Linked DNA regions of Mus musculus: region 2 is linked to region 1. The links are chromatin contacts, called in public HiChIP or PLAC-seq maps. All regions are on one chromosome and are shown on one strand. Each heading gives the region's core, a stretch centred on a gene start, on an enhancer-like site or on the middle of the called end of the contact. The rest is flanking DNA. Distances are from core to core; before and after follow the strand shown.

Region 1 (6,115 bases), core at 3,055-5,554:
CCCACAAATTGAAAACACACCCCGAGTGCAGCTGGAAGGTCTGGGTGTCATTTATTGACAGCGGCTTACACTGTGTTTTCTCCCCTTGATTGCTTCCTTCGGAGCGCTGGCCCACAGCCCTCGGGAAGAAAGGGCAATCTCTGAGAGAGAGGGAGCGGGAAGGCAGGCGCACGTGTCCTTGGCAGGTGTGCTCATTCCCTGCAGGATGCAATCCTTCAAGCTGGAATCCCATTGGGTATTTGAGAGGACCGATGTGGGGGGTGGAGAGGAAGTCTTCCATGGGACTCACATCTCAGTCCAGGCCTCTTGTCCCGTCCAAGTCCATCCAGGTTTTAGGACTCTGGTGGGGGCAGCGACATGAGGCCCACCCACCTTGATGGGCAGATTCTTCACCCCGTGCCCTGGTCACACACACCTGCTTCCGCTGGTCATGGTTAAGAGGGGATGGGCCTTACAGTTGAGATAGACCACTTCCTCTGGCCCTCCCCAGCTGCATCTGTCCAGGTTCAAATGGCTGGAAACACTGAGGGCTTGCTTTTGTTCAAGTGTGTGTGCCACTGTCTTTAAATCTTCAATATACGGCAGAATGGAGGCCCTAGGCCTATGCAGGCTGCCAGCAGGCTGCCCATCCACTACACACTGCCCTGCCTTTCTTCTGCCAACTGCCCGCGCCTAGGGTGGAAGGCCAGTCTGCAGAGGCACTTGGCAATTTTGGATATGAAAGAGGGTAAGAAGTGTAACAATAAAAGCTTCGCTTGATAATTAGAGATCTGAAGTGATTTTACCTTTATTTCCTTCACTTTAAGCCAATCATGAAATTTCACAGTGATTTTCTGGGGTGGGGCAGAAGGAAGGCGTCATTCAGCATGATGGAGGCCGTGGCCCGGCTGGCCTCACTGGGGAAGCTGGAGAAGCACGGACTGGCCCGCTGGCAGGTAGGTGATGTTCCGAGAGCGGGAGAGCTGGTACGCAATGTCCTCGGCGGCCTCCAGCTTCCGCAGCTCGATCAGGCCGTCGCCTGCCGTGGCCAGCGAGTTGGCGATCAGCTCAGCGGCCTTGGAGTCACCCTCAGCAGAGATGATGGCTGCCTTCTTCTGCTGCTCAGCCTACAGAAGAGGAGGGGAGACTGAGATTACTCCATAGCGTTCATATCAAGCCATGGCCTAACCAGGACAAAGCCAGGCCCCTTCAGAGGGGACCTACTAGGTCCCCTGGGAGCGTTCTTCCCTTACAATGGGGTCAAAACTGTCCTCCCAGTCTCCTTCGTTCCCTTCATGTCCACGTGTCACTATAGGACATGCTTCTCTTGGCTATATGGACATGGTCACTTATATGCTGATCCAAAGCCACGGAAACAGAAAGGGAAAGCAGGAATCAAATCAATCTTTAGGTCCGTCTTTCCTTCCAGTGCCACGTCAAAATGACTTCCATCAAAGCCAGGACATCCCGGTGTGGTGGCTAACAACTATGTTAGCACTAACGTGGCGATGGCAGATGGGCGGCTCACTGAAAGCCTGAAGCAAGCCTGGCTTACACAGGACATTTTAGGTCACCCAGGGCTACAAACAAACAAAACAAACAAACAAACAAACAAACAAACAAACAAACGACCCAAAAACCAAACAGACAAAAAAAAAAAAAAAAAAGCAAGCAAACCTCCAAAACAACCCTAGCAGAGCTGGGCTGGGTGTAGCTCAGTGACACATCTCCTAGGGATTGACCTCTGGGGCACCACAAATAAACAAATTAAGCACCCTAAGAGCAGTGACTGCCCTTTGCAGTTACCCGTAGAAAACTCTGACTCCGGCATGTACCCAAAGATGTCTCTGGCTCACCCTACCAAAGCCAGCAGGACGACATCTATCAGGATATATGATTTTCAGAGCATGGGAGGAGAGTTTGGCTTTAAGACTCTGAACTCAACACGCAGCCTTCCCTCTTGTCACCGAGCTGCATCTTTAGTGCTCAGTTCGAAACATTAAGCCGTCTGCTCAACAAATGTTTATTACACGCCCAACATCACCCAGCAGCACTAGACCTGTTAAGGTTCGGAGCCACAGTAGACACAAAGGGAAACATTCCTGCCTACTCAGGGGGCGTGCTCCCCACAACCAAATGCCTTTTCTGCATTTTAAGGATTAAACATCCTTAGATTAGGAGAGCTAGTGGCAGGAAGAGGCAGACAGCAAAAAGCCTTTACATTCGCCAGGAAGAGGAGGCTACTATGCACATACACTGTGTTCCGTCACTCTCTGAAACATCTGGGTAGATTCGACAACAGGGGAAAAAAAAAAACCCCCACCAAGCACATCTGGCATGTTTGATCTCCTCTGCTGTCGGTTTCACTATGTAACCTCGGTGTAGAAGTAACTCCTCAGCGAGGCTGAAAACATGCCAGGGGGAACATGTTTATGTGTAGGAGAGGGTTTTTGATCTTGGGAAGTAGGAAGTAAGTGACCCTTCAGTGATTTAGGACCATAAGCTCATAACCCCGACAGCTCCCACAGACTCTGGAACTGATCGGAGGGGTAAGGACCCCTCAATCCTCTTCTGCTTATCCCAGACAGATGACCAATTTCTAGGCCACCCGGCAGATGGGGGAGCCAAGCACTAGGAGGGAAAGGCTGTTTCTGCCATCTGGTTGAACACTCACCTTTTCCACCACAAATCTGGCTCTCTCCGCTTCCTGCTGAGCCACCTGTTTGGCTTCTACTGCCTCTGTGAACTCCTTCCCGAAGGTCAGATGTGTCTGTGGGGAGAAAGTGAGTACAAGCTGAGGCAGTAATGGCTTAGACAGCATTGCTGGGAGGGCTCCTGGCCACTGCAAGGAATGGCGCTAGCGGCGGCTGGAGGTGCAAGAAGATGCCCTTCCATCTCGGTCCCCTCGTTCACGCCATGTTCACACCTCTGCACTCTTAGCCCTTCACACAGTGCTTACACAGACTTCAGTCACGCCATGAGGAGAGTGGCACCTGGAGCTTTGATGGGGCCCAGGGACACTGGAAGGGATCTACGCAATCAATCAGCTCCCCAGAGGAAGGAACTCAGGGGTTCCAGGACCCCCATCACTGACTATTGCTCTTCCAAGAGCTTTTGATGCCCCGTTCCAAGACTTGGGTGGGGGGAGGCAGATGGGAAGCCGAGCCCCTGAGAGCAGGGGCTGCAGCTGGTTCCCAGGGATGCGAGCCCGACGGTCTCTGCTTATGGATTAACCAGCCCCTTCCTTCTCATAGCGCTTCCACCCTAGACAGGAAGACAGAGGGTGGCCTGCAAGTCACGGCATCCCTGACACACACGTAGTTCTGGTAAAGGGTTTAAAAGAAAGGCAGGTAAAGCCATTGGTCAGGGAGAGAGCCCCAGCTTGAATGTCCACAGACCTTCCCTAATCACTTAAGTAGCTGGGACTATTTGGCCGAAGCGACTCTCTGAGGATAACACAGAAGAGGGAACAGACCTTGGCACTCTAAAGGTCTAGCCTAGAGCGAGTCACTGTACCCAACTTTTTATTGCAGAAGGCGCAGGGGCTGGAGAGATGGCTCAGTGGTTAAGAACACCGGTTGCTCTTGCAGAGGGCACAGGTTTGACTCTCAGTGCACAACCATCTGTAACTCTAGTCACAGGGTATCTGGTGCATGCATGTGGCACACTTACATACACAGATAAAACATAAATGTGAGCTAAAAAAAGTAAGTCTAGGAAAAAAGTTCACACGGTGCTAATTACTTTAGGTTCAAGTGCGATTTGCTTCACCCCTCCCCCCCAATCTCTGCCTTGTACAATACAAGCAAAAATCTTGGCCCCACATCTTTCTCACACTACACGTCTTTGGGGTTGTTTCTGTTCTTTTTGTGAGACAGTCTTACCCTGTAGCCCAGGTAGGCTGGAACGCACGGCAGTTACAGGCATGGGCCAATACGCCAGCTAAATCTTACCCTGCAGCTGCCCAACTCTCCCTGATCCACTCCTGGACTCTCATCTGAAGCTTGGATTCGGAAATACAATCCTAAGAATTGAAAAGCTAAATGTGTAATTAAAGAATAAAATGTCTTTCTGAAAGGGCCAGCTGAGGGCAGCAAATTCCCCAGGAAATCTAATTTTCTTCTCACACCTCTTAGCTATGGTTTCTTGTGGTCAGCCCACATTTCCCCAGGACGGAGTCTGTGGTCAGAGTCTAGAAAGATGCCAAGTTTCTCTTAGGTTTTTACTAGTGTGTTCTCACTGCCAAGGTGCTTGTGTTAACTGGGAGAGCCTGGAGCAAGGCTTGCTGCAGTCGGGGGCTGCAACCTGGCATGCTGCCAGAAGAGGGAGCCACATGCCCTTCCCCTAGGAGAGACAGAGGAAGGAGGCCGTGCCTGGAGGGGGATGCTCATTCAGAGAATGGCTGTTTGAACAGCTGCACGGATGCGAGGGGAAGCCTGGCCTTTCTTTCCCAGGCTGGCCACAGGGAGAACAGGAAGCACTCTGCCTCGTTACCTGACAAATCACTCCAAGACTTTTCCCAGAGACTCTAGAAACACGACCCCTTCCCCTCACCTTGGTCTGAAACACTATACTTCCTATATTGCCTTCCGTTGAAGTTATGACACCCAGCTTCACATTAATACAGAGAGTATAGTCTCGGGAGGTGACTGTTGCTTACGCCTCGGAGGTGTCTCCCGCCCTCTCCTCTGCTCCAGGCGCAGGAACAGTCACTCACTGGCCTTCTATTGCCTTTCACCAGAGGCTCCCAGGACTCCCTTGCTGAGGAATCCCTGAGCCAGTCCTACTCTAGACAGGAAAACTGCCAGTCGCTCCCAGGCTGACCAGTCAGCCATTCCCTGTGCCCAACAAAGCCTATAGGAATCACTTTCTAGGGAGCGTGGGAGACAGTTCAGTGGTTAGGGAGCATGGGGGCAATCAGAGTTAAGAGGACAATGTGTGCGGCAGACGAAACCTAAAGAATGCTCAACAAAAGAGACCTGAGACGGTGGCTTCAGACGCTGAGACGTTTTCAGATTTTCAAGCCCTACACCCAGTTAAGTGGACATGGGACCTAACCCTGTGTGCCCAGAAACTAAGCCAGTCTCTGAAGCAAGAGAAGCAGCCCTTCCCCCAGTGCCCCCGTGAACCTTACCAGGGACACGTCATCCAGGATAAGCCCAAATGTTGCCGCTCGCTCTGTGAGGTCATCGCTCACCTGCCTGGAGACCAGCTCTCGCTGGGTAATCAATTCTCCAGCATCGAATCGAGCCTGGCCACAGAGGGATGGACAGAAATCTGGTCAGGTTACTGAGGAAGGAGAAACAAGCGGCACACTCATGGCTATAACCCTCCTACCCACTACCCCCACACTCTCCTGCCCACCCAGCCTCCTACCCACCACCCCCACGCTCTCCACCACCCCCATGCTCTCCTGCCCACCCAGCCTCCTACCCACCACCCCCACGCTCTCCCAGCCACCCAGCTACCTACCCACCACTACTCCCATGCTCTCCTGGCCACCCAGCCACCTGTAGGTGGCACCCTGTTCACTCACCACCACCGACTTGAGGATCTCTGTGGTGATAGAAGGCAGGACCCGCTCATCATAGTCCTCGCCAATGCTGGTGTAGATACGAGGAAGCTGGCTGGCCACCGGCCGGAAGAGGATTCGCAGTGTGATATTGACGTTCTGCAAGTCTTAGGGTAGGGAGTATATGGGAGTTAGACACAAACACTATAGGTGGGCTTTTCTATGACTTTCCTACTCTAAGTCCACTATAAGCCATATTCAGAATTTCAGTTAGACCCTAGAGGAGAGAGTCTAGTTCCTCAGCAGAGCCCAGCATAGCACTCAGCACCAGTCAGGAACCACTGACAGGATGGGGATACATTAGCGGTTCAGTACACTCTGAATGCCCTCTGATGAGAGCAGTTTAGGCCATGTGACCAAAGAGGGTTTGGGACTGTGAACACCTTAAGAAACATATAAGCTAATGCCAAGGATTCTAGAGTGAGCCTAAGGGCTGGCGTGTGTGCTTGCATCAGAGTCAGGGGCCCTGGGTTACTGGGATCTGGTGGCAACAGCATCCAGAGTCACTGACCTGGGATGGGGTACCATTGTGCTGGCACGAATGGCAGGACCCAGTCTTAGCCA
Region 2 (5,556 bases), core at 330-2,829, 1.2 Mb before region 1:
ACGAACTAAACTATCATTTACTTCATGCCCGTTTTACTGACGAGAAAACAAAGGCTTAGACAGAGCGCACCCTTTACCAGCTGACATCCAGCTACTCAAGTCTGATCCCCATGGCTCTCCCTAGCCCTGCTGTGGCCACATTTAAACAGGGTAACCCCATGACTTTAACAGCCACGGTGGTGCTGATGATAACCAATGTAAAACACACACAGGAAGCGAGGCTTTGGTCTGCTTAAGCTTTTGAGTGTTTAATAACTTCACACTTGTGTGTTGTATTGCATGCATGCAATCCTTTCTTGAGCAAGCAGGAAAAAAATGAGCTGCAAAGTCATGTTAGTGCTCGTGTTTGGCTTTAAAGAGCTCCTTTTTCTCTCCACTTTATTTCTTTGGGGACATGGGGTGTGAAAAAAGGGCAGCCTGAGTATTGGAGATTCTCCTGGGTTTCTCAGTCACCTGCCTGTCCAGACGTCTGTAATCTCGAGCTGGCCAGAGCTGAGGCTAAGACTGAAGGGAAAGGAGAAGAGGGTCGGTAGCATGCTCTGAAGAATCGGTCAAGTTCCAGTTCCAGTGGGGAGACCCAGCGTCTCTCCCTGACTTCAGAAGAAAAGCATCGCGAGGCTTCAGGCTCCACGGATAGCACCTCTGCAAGGCAGGCCCCACACAGGCAGCTGATGTCACCCAGCTGGGATGGAGGAGGTGGGAAAAATAATAGCAGAGACAAAGAGAAAGGAGGCAGGAGGAACCAGCATCAAGGATGGGAATGCCACAGAGGGATTGACTGGACAGACAGGAGCAGGAAAGAGATGTAAATTTCAAGGGAAAGGGTATGAACCATCTCTTCTTCCCGACCCTGAGCAGGCAGGCTGAAAGCTTCTCCAGCCTGCCGGGGGTTCAGAGGTACATGTACCAGCACCCTCCGACCCTAGTGCCTGTCTCCAAGGCTCAGAGGACAATGCAGAGCTGAGGGAGACAGTCAGTGGGGGTTTCCTATGATTTCCACAGGAGTTGCCCCTTCCTGGGGTCATTCCCTTGCAACCCTCCAAGAGTTCCCTCCCCAAAGACCCCCAGCCTGGCTTCTGCAGGCCTGTCTCCTCCATTCTCCCATCGCTCTGAAGGGGCTCCCGACTCCCTAATGCTCTCCAGAGTCTGTCTGAGCCATCCATCAAGAGTGGCAGGCGGAGGGAAACATGAAAAAGAGCCTATTTGGCTATTAACATCCCCTCCTGCTTTGTTGTCTCTCTCCTCCCCACTCCCCTACCAGCCCCCAACCCCCCCCAGCTCCCTAACACCCCCCCCCCAACCCCCCTTTGCAGGAGACAAAACCAGACTGACAAGCTGAAGACTCAAACATTAATCAAACTGCGCTCCGGAACAACCTTTCCCTCGCATTAATAAATACATTTGCGGCCCCTCATTGGACAGTTGGCCTAATTTGTTTCTTTTTCGCAGGGTGGGGGGAGCCACCGAGCCCGCGCTCCCCCCAGCTCCCAGCAGCCGGGCGCAAAGCAGATGTTCCACCGCGGACGCGGAGTTGCGCTGAGTCTCGCGCCCCGGAGGCCGCGGTTGCCATGGCGACGGCCGGGCCGCCTGCTGTCGCGGAGCACGCTGTCTCGCCCGCTCAGTGATTACCTCCATCTCTGCAGCGTTCGCCATACGGCCGGGATTCTAATCAGTTCCCCTCCCCCTCCCCTCCTCTGCCCAGCCCACTATCCCTTAACCCCCCACCCCCGCACCAACGTCTTAGGAACTCATTAAGCGTTGCGGCTGCATCCCAGCAAGTGTTCGAGCAAACAGAGAGCTCAGAAGTGTCCTGCGCTCACTTCTCTGTTTAGGAATGACTGGCTCTAGTGTGGAAATCGGTCTGCATCGCCACTCCCCTAGCTATCTTAGGTACAACTGGGTCTCCAGGGCCCAGCTTCCAACACTGTCCCTGAAGGTTCCACTTTCTGGGTTTTGCAGAGGCAGGTTCCCTAAGGTCCCTGGGGCGCAGTAAGACAGGCTGTCATAGTTTACCTTTAGGCCAGAGGTTCTCATCCTGTAGGTCCCGACACTTTTGGGGGTCTAACAAGCCATTCACTGGGGTCCAATATTAGGTATTCTGCATATCAAATATTTACATTACAATTCATAGCAGTAGCAAAAGTACAGTTATGAAGTAGCAGCAAAAATAATTTTATGGCTGAGAGATCATCACAACATTGCAGCTTTAGGAAGAAGGTTAAGAACTGCTCCTCTAGACAGGCAGACAGGCAGACAGGCAGGCCTCTGTCATTTTGCTTTTGAAGGTGTTGGAAATGGGGGTGAGGGGTGGGGGCAAAACACATGGTTTCTGGGTCATTTAGAGAACCAGGTCTGGCTGTGCCCTTGTGGTATTTCACACTAAGGAGAAGGTCAGCACGGTGGCTTGGTATTTAAGCTGAGAACTTTGGAGGTCCAGACAAGTTCAAGGCCAACCTGAACTATAAAGTCAAACACTGCCCTCCCAGTACCCCACACCCTCCCCCCAAAAAAACCAACAGTCTAAGAGGAGGAAGGAGAAGTCCACTCAAAGCTTACAGACTTGGCCCATGGTTCTTAAGACCATTTACCCATAATCCCCCACACTATGACGTTAGTACTCCCAGGCTGAGCTTGCCTTCTTTACCAGTGGTCTCTGATATACCCCCAGCTGGTTCTTTTGCACGTACTGCCCCCCCCAAACCATTCCAAGCTTGATAGGGATAAGGACCAACAATGTTTAGGGATTTGAGGTGCCTAGAAGTCTTTCTATTGGGAAGGACGGTCCTCTCCTTGAGACTCTGAGGTTTAGCTGCAAGACCTCAGACATAACTCTTCTTTTCAAACATTCCTGGTTTCAGGAGACATGGGGTAAAAAAGTTTCAGGAGACATGGATGGGTGGGGGGTAAAAAAAAAAAAAACAGAAGCCATGGGCAAGACAGCCCCAAGGGGCCTGAGAGCGAGAGAGAGAGAGAGAGAGAGAGAGAGAGAGAGAGAGAGAGAACTGAGAATGTAAAAACCAGCAAGGAGGAGAGATTCCAAGAGCAGACCTCACATCTCTTCCTAAATCGCAAACCAGGAAGCCCAAGGTGGTTGAAGGAGGAAAAATAGTTTTGCTTAAAGAGAAAGGTCACTTGGGGTGATTTAAAGCAGAAACGTGTATGTTCTAGTGGATTATTGATGCAGGAAAACATTGGTGCTTTTAAAGCTCCCACTGTGTGCTCAAAGCCAGCCTCCTCCCAATGCTTGCCTGCTCCCCAGAGTCTGCTAAAAATCCTCATATTAGACCCCAAGGGTCCTTCGAGATCTAGAATGGTCCTTCATGTTATAGATGAGAAGCAGAGACCCAGAGAGAGATTCTAGCTGGCCTCAGACCCCACAGCTAGCAAACAGTATAAGGTCTGCCTGGCTGTTACTGCTCTGACGGACAGGGACAGCCGCTGGACCAGGCCCTCTTTCTTCCCGTGGAGGCCGCTGGCTCACTCGCCCGCCAGCCCGCCCCGGAAAGTCCTGGTTTCCAAGAGGCACACTCAGAATCTCAAACATCTCAGACCTTTCTAAGCTCCTAGTCACCCCTGTCCCCTGAAGGCCTGTCACCTGAAGACATCTCCACCAGAGTGACAGCTCTAGCCCTAGATGGCCTGGGGCCTCTCCCCAGGGGTTGGTGAGTGGGAAGGGGGCCTTTTTGTGGGGCCTTCTTCAGTCGATTGTCTGCAGCTCTGTCTTTGTCTGTCTGTCAGTCAGAAGGGAACCACTGAGGGGGAGAGGTCAGGCCGGTCACTGGACAAGCAGAAAGAGGCCTGTCCCCATCAGAGAAGGGTTGGGGAGAGGGCTCCCTCCTCCTCCTCACCACCAACCCCCACCGGCTTTCTCAGCTCCTTTGCTGGCTCCCTTAGGGAATTACAGCCCCTGCTTATTTCAGAACCAGGGCAGCAACTGCCCACAAAAAGCTCTTGTCTTCCAGTGCTGCAAAACCTTGGTTCCTTTTTGGAAAGCTTCTCCCCGACCTGGCCTGTCTGCAGGAAGCAGATGTGAAGGGGTCTACCTCAAAACTAACAAGCAGGGGCATTTCCACAAAGCCCTTCCTCCCCTGTGACTCCACTCCAGTACCTGCTTCTGTCTCTGCACCCCAGGCTCTCAACACACACACACACACACACACACACACACACACACACACACACACACGCACTACAATCACACCGAGTGTCATCCCGGGAGAGTCCACTTCCAAGCCACACCAGTTTCTACTGTATACTGACGCATCTCCCCAGATTGCGCTGTTTCTAGTCTCCCCCAGTTCCTCCTGCACAGGAATCCACCCATCTCCCCAGATTCGACTGTTTTCAGGCTTCTCTCTCACACTCTCTCTCTCTCCACCTCCCACCCCCTGTACACGAACTGTCTCCCCAGATTCTGCGGTTTCCAGGTTCCCCTATATTTTTCCTGGTACACAAATTGGCCTCTTCGGATTCGGCAGTTTCCAGAACCCCCTTGCTCTCTCACCCCGCAGTTCTATCTCCCCAGATTCAGCTGTTTTCAGGCTGCCCTTATTTGCCCTGTACACGGGGACCCCTCTCAAGTTCTACCGTTTCAAGGGCCCCCCCATTTCCCTTGTACACGGATCAGTCTCCAGTGTCTGTCCATCCCAACTGCCGCAGGGCTTCAGTGGGTTTAAGGAGAGTGGAAGGAGGAGAGTCAGGAAGAGGAGGAGAAAACACTGCCATCCGGGAGAGCCCTGATTCACTTCTCTTGTGACCCAGAGCTCCTAAGCAGCTTGCACACAGACACAGGCGGTCTCTGGGCTCTGGGCCTCCGCTCCTACAAATAGATCCCTTAAGACCATTTGCCCGGAGACTTCCTCCTCCCTGCGGCTGCTGCAGGGGCTGCCTGTCCCAGTACTCAGCGCAAACCCCCGCTCTCTCCCTGCTAATCTTTTCTTCTCGGCCCCTTTGTCTCTCCCAGCCACTGCTCCTGAGCCTCCCCCTCAGTTTATTTACACAGAGCTTAAGGGAGACTCCAGACGCCCCCACCCCCAGCCAAGAGGGATCTGGAGTTAAAGATCCACACTTGATTTATTTCCCCTTTGTCTTAGTTTGCAGGATGAGGTGGATCACCTACAGGCTCTGGAAACTAGGATGCCCAGGCTAGCCTTTCAGCGCGGCTCTCCAGCCCAGCAAACAATTGTTCGCTCTTCATCTCATAAGCAGGGGTCCTGAATCCTGATCCTCCCAGGCAGGGTGAGAGTGGTGGTCTGCAAGGATTTTTAGGATTTTTTTTTTTAAGATTTATTTATTTGTTTGTTATTTATATAGTACACTGCAGCTGTCTTCAGACACATACCAGAAGAGGGCATCAGATCCCATTACAGATGGTTGTGAGCCACCATGTGGTTGCTGGGATTTGAACTCAAGACCTCTGGAAGAGCAGTCAGTGCTCTTAACCGCTAAGCCATCTCACCAGCCCAGTTTTTAGGATTCTTATATTCTCCGATTGATTATTAACGAATTAATTGTTAGGATCTCAGTCTGCAGCTGAAGTTTGTGTTCTCAGGTTTG

The links. HiChIP or PLAC-seq counts read pairs in DNA pulled down with a chosen protein or histone mark.
Region 2: a contact with region 1 is called in an H3K27ac HiChIP or PLAC-seq map of differentiating embryonic stem cells, with 6 times the contacts expected there. The contact joins two enhancer-like sites. A contact is called at or near these places in 3 of 484 Hi-C or Micro-C datasets (cerebellum and cortical neurons) and 1 of 115 datasets of contacts at active chromatin or transcription factors (differentiating embryonic stem cells).

The regions. Positions count from the first base shown.
Region 1 is chr11:95,674,685-95,680,799 of GRCm38.p6, reverse strand. Phb (prohibitin) reads right to left here. Exons shown (of 7, transcript NM_008831.4): 4 at 5,516-5,658; 5 at 5,114-5,230; 6 at 2,654-2,749; 7 at 27-1,106. The coding sequence ends at 894. Among named protein-coding and RNA genes, the nearest start is that of Gm29873, 9.5 kb to the left of the region's middle. Within about 2 kb of position 4,304, at least 34 of the 459 cell types and tissues checked have an H3K27ac peak or open chromatin away from gene starts, as enhancers often do. A contact at or near this core is called in differentiating embryonic stem cells, where this site is marked.
Region 2 is chr11:96,871,959-96,877,514 of GRCm38.p6, reverse strand. Gm11523 (a long non-coding RNA gene) reads left to right here. Exons shown (of 4, transcript XR_880183.2): 2 at 1,450-3,662. Among named protein-coding and RNA genes, the nearest start is that of Gm11523, 5.9 kb to the left of the region's middle. RefSeq lists an enhancer at 3,061-5,259. Within about 2 kb of position 1,579, at least 147 of the 459 cell types and tissues checked have an H3K27ac peak or open chromatin away from gene starts, as enhancers often do. A contact at or near this core is called in differentiating embryonic stem cells, where this site is marked.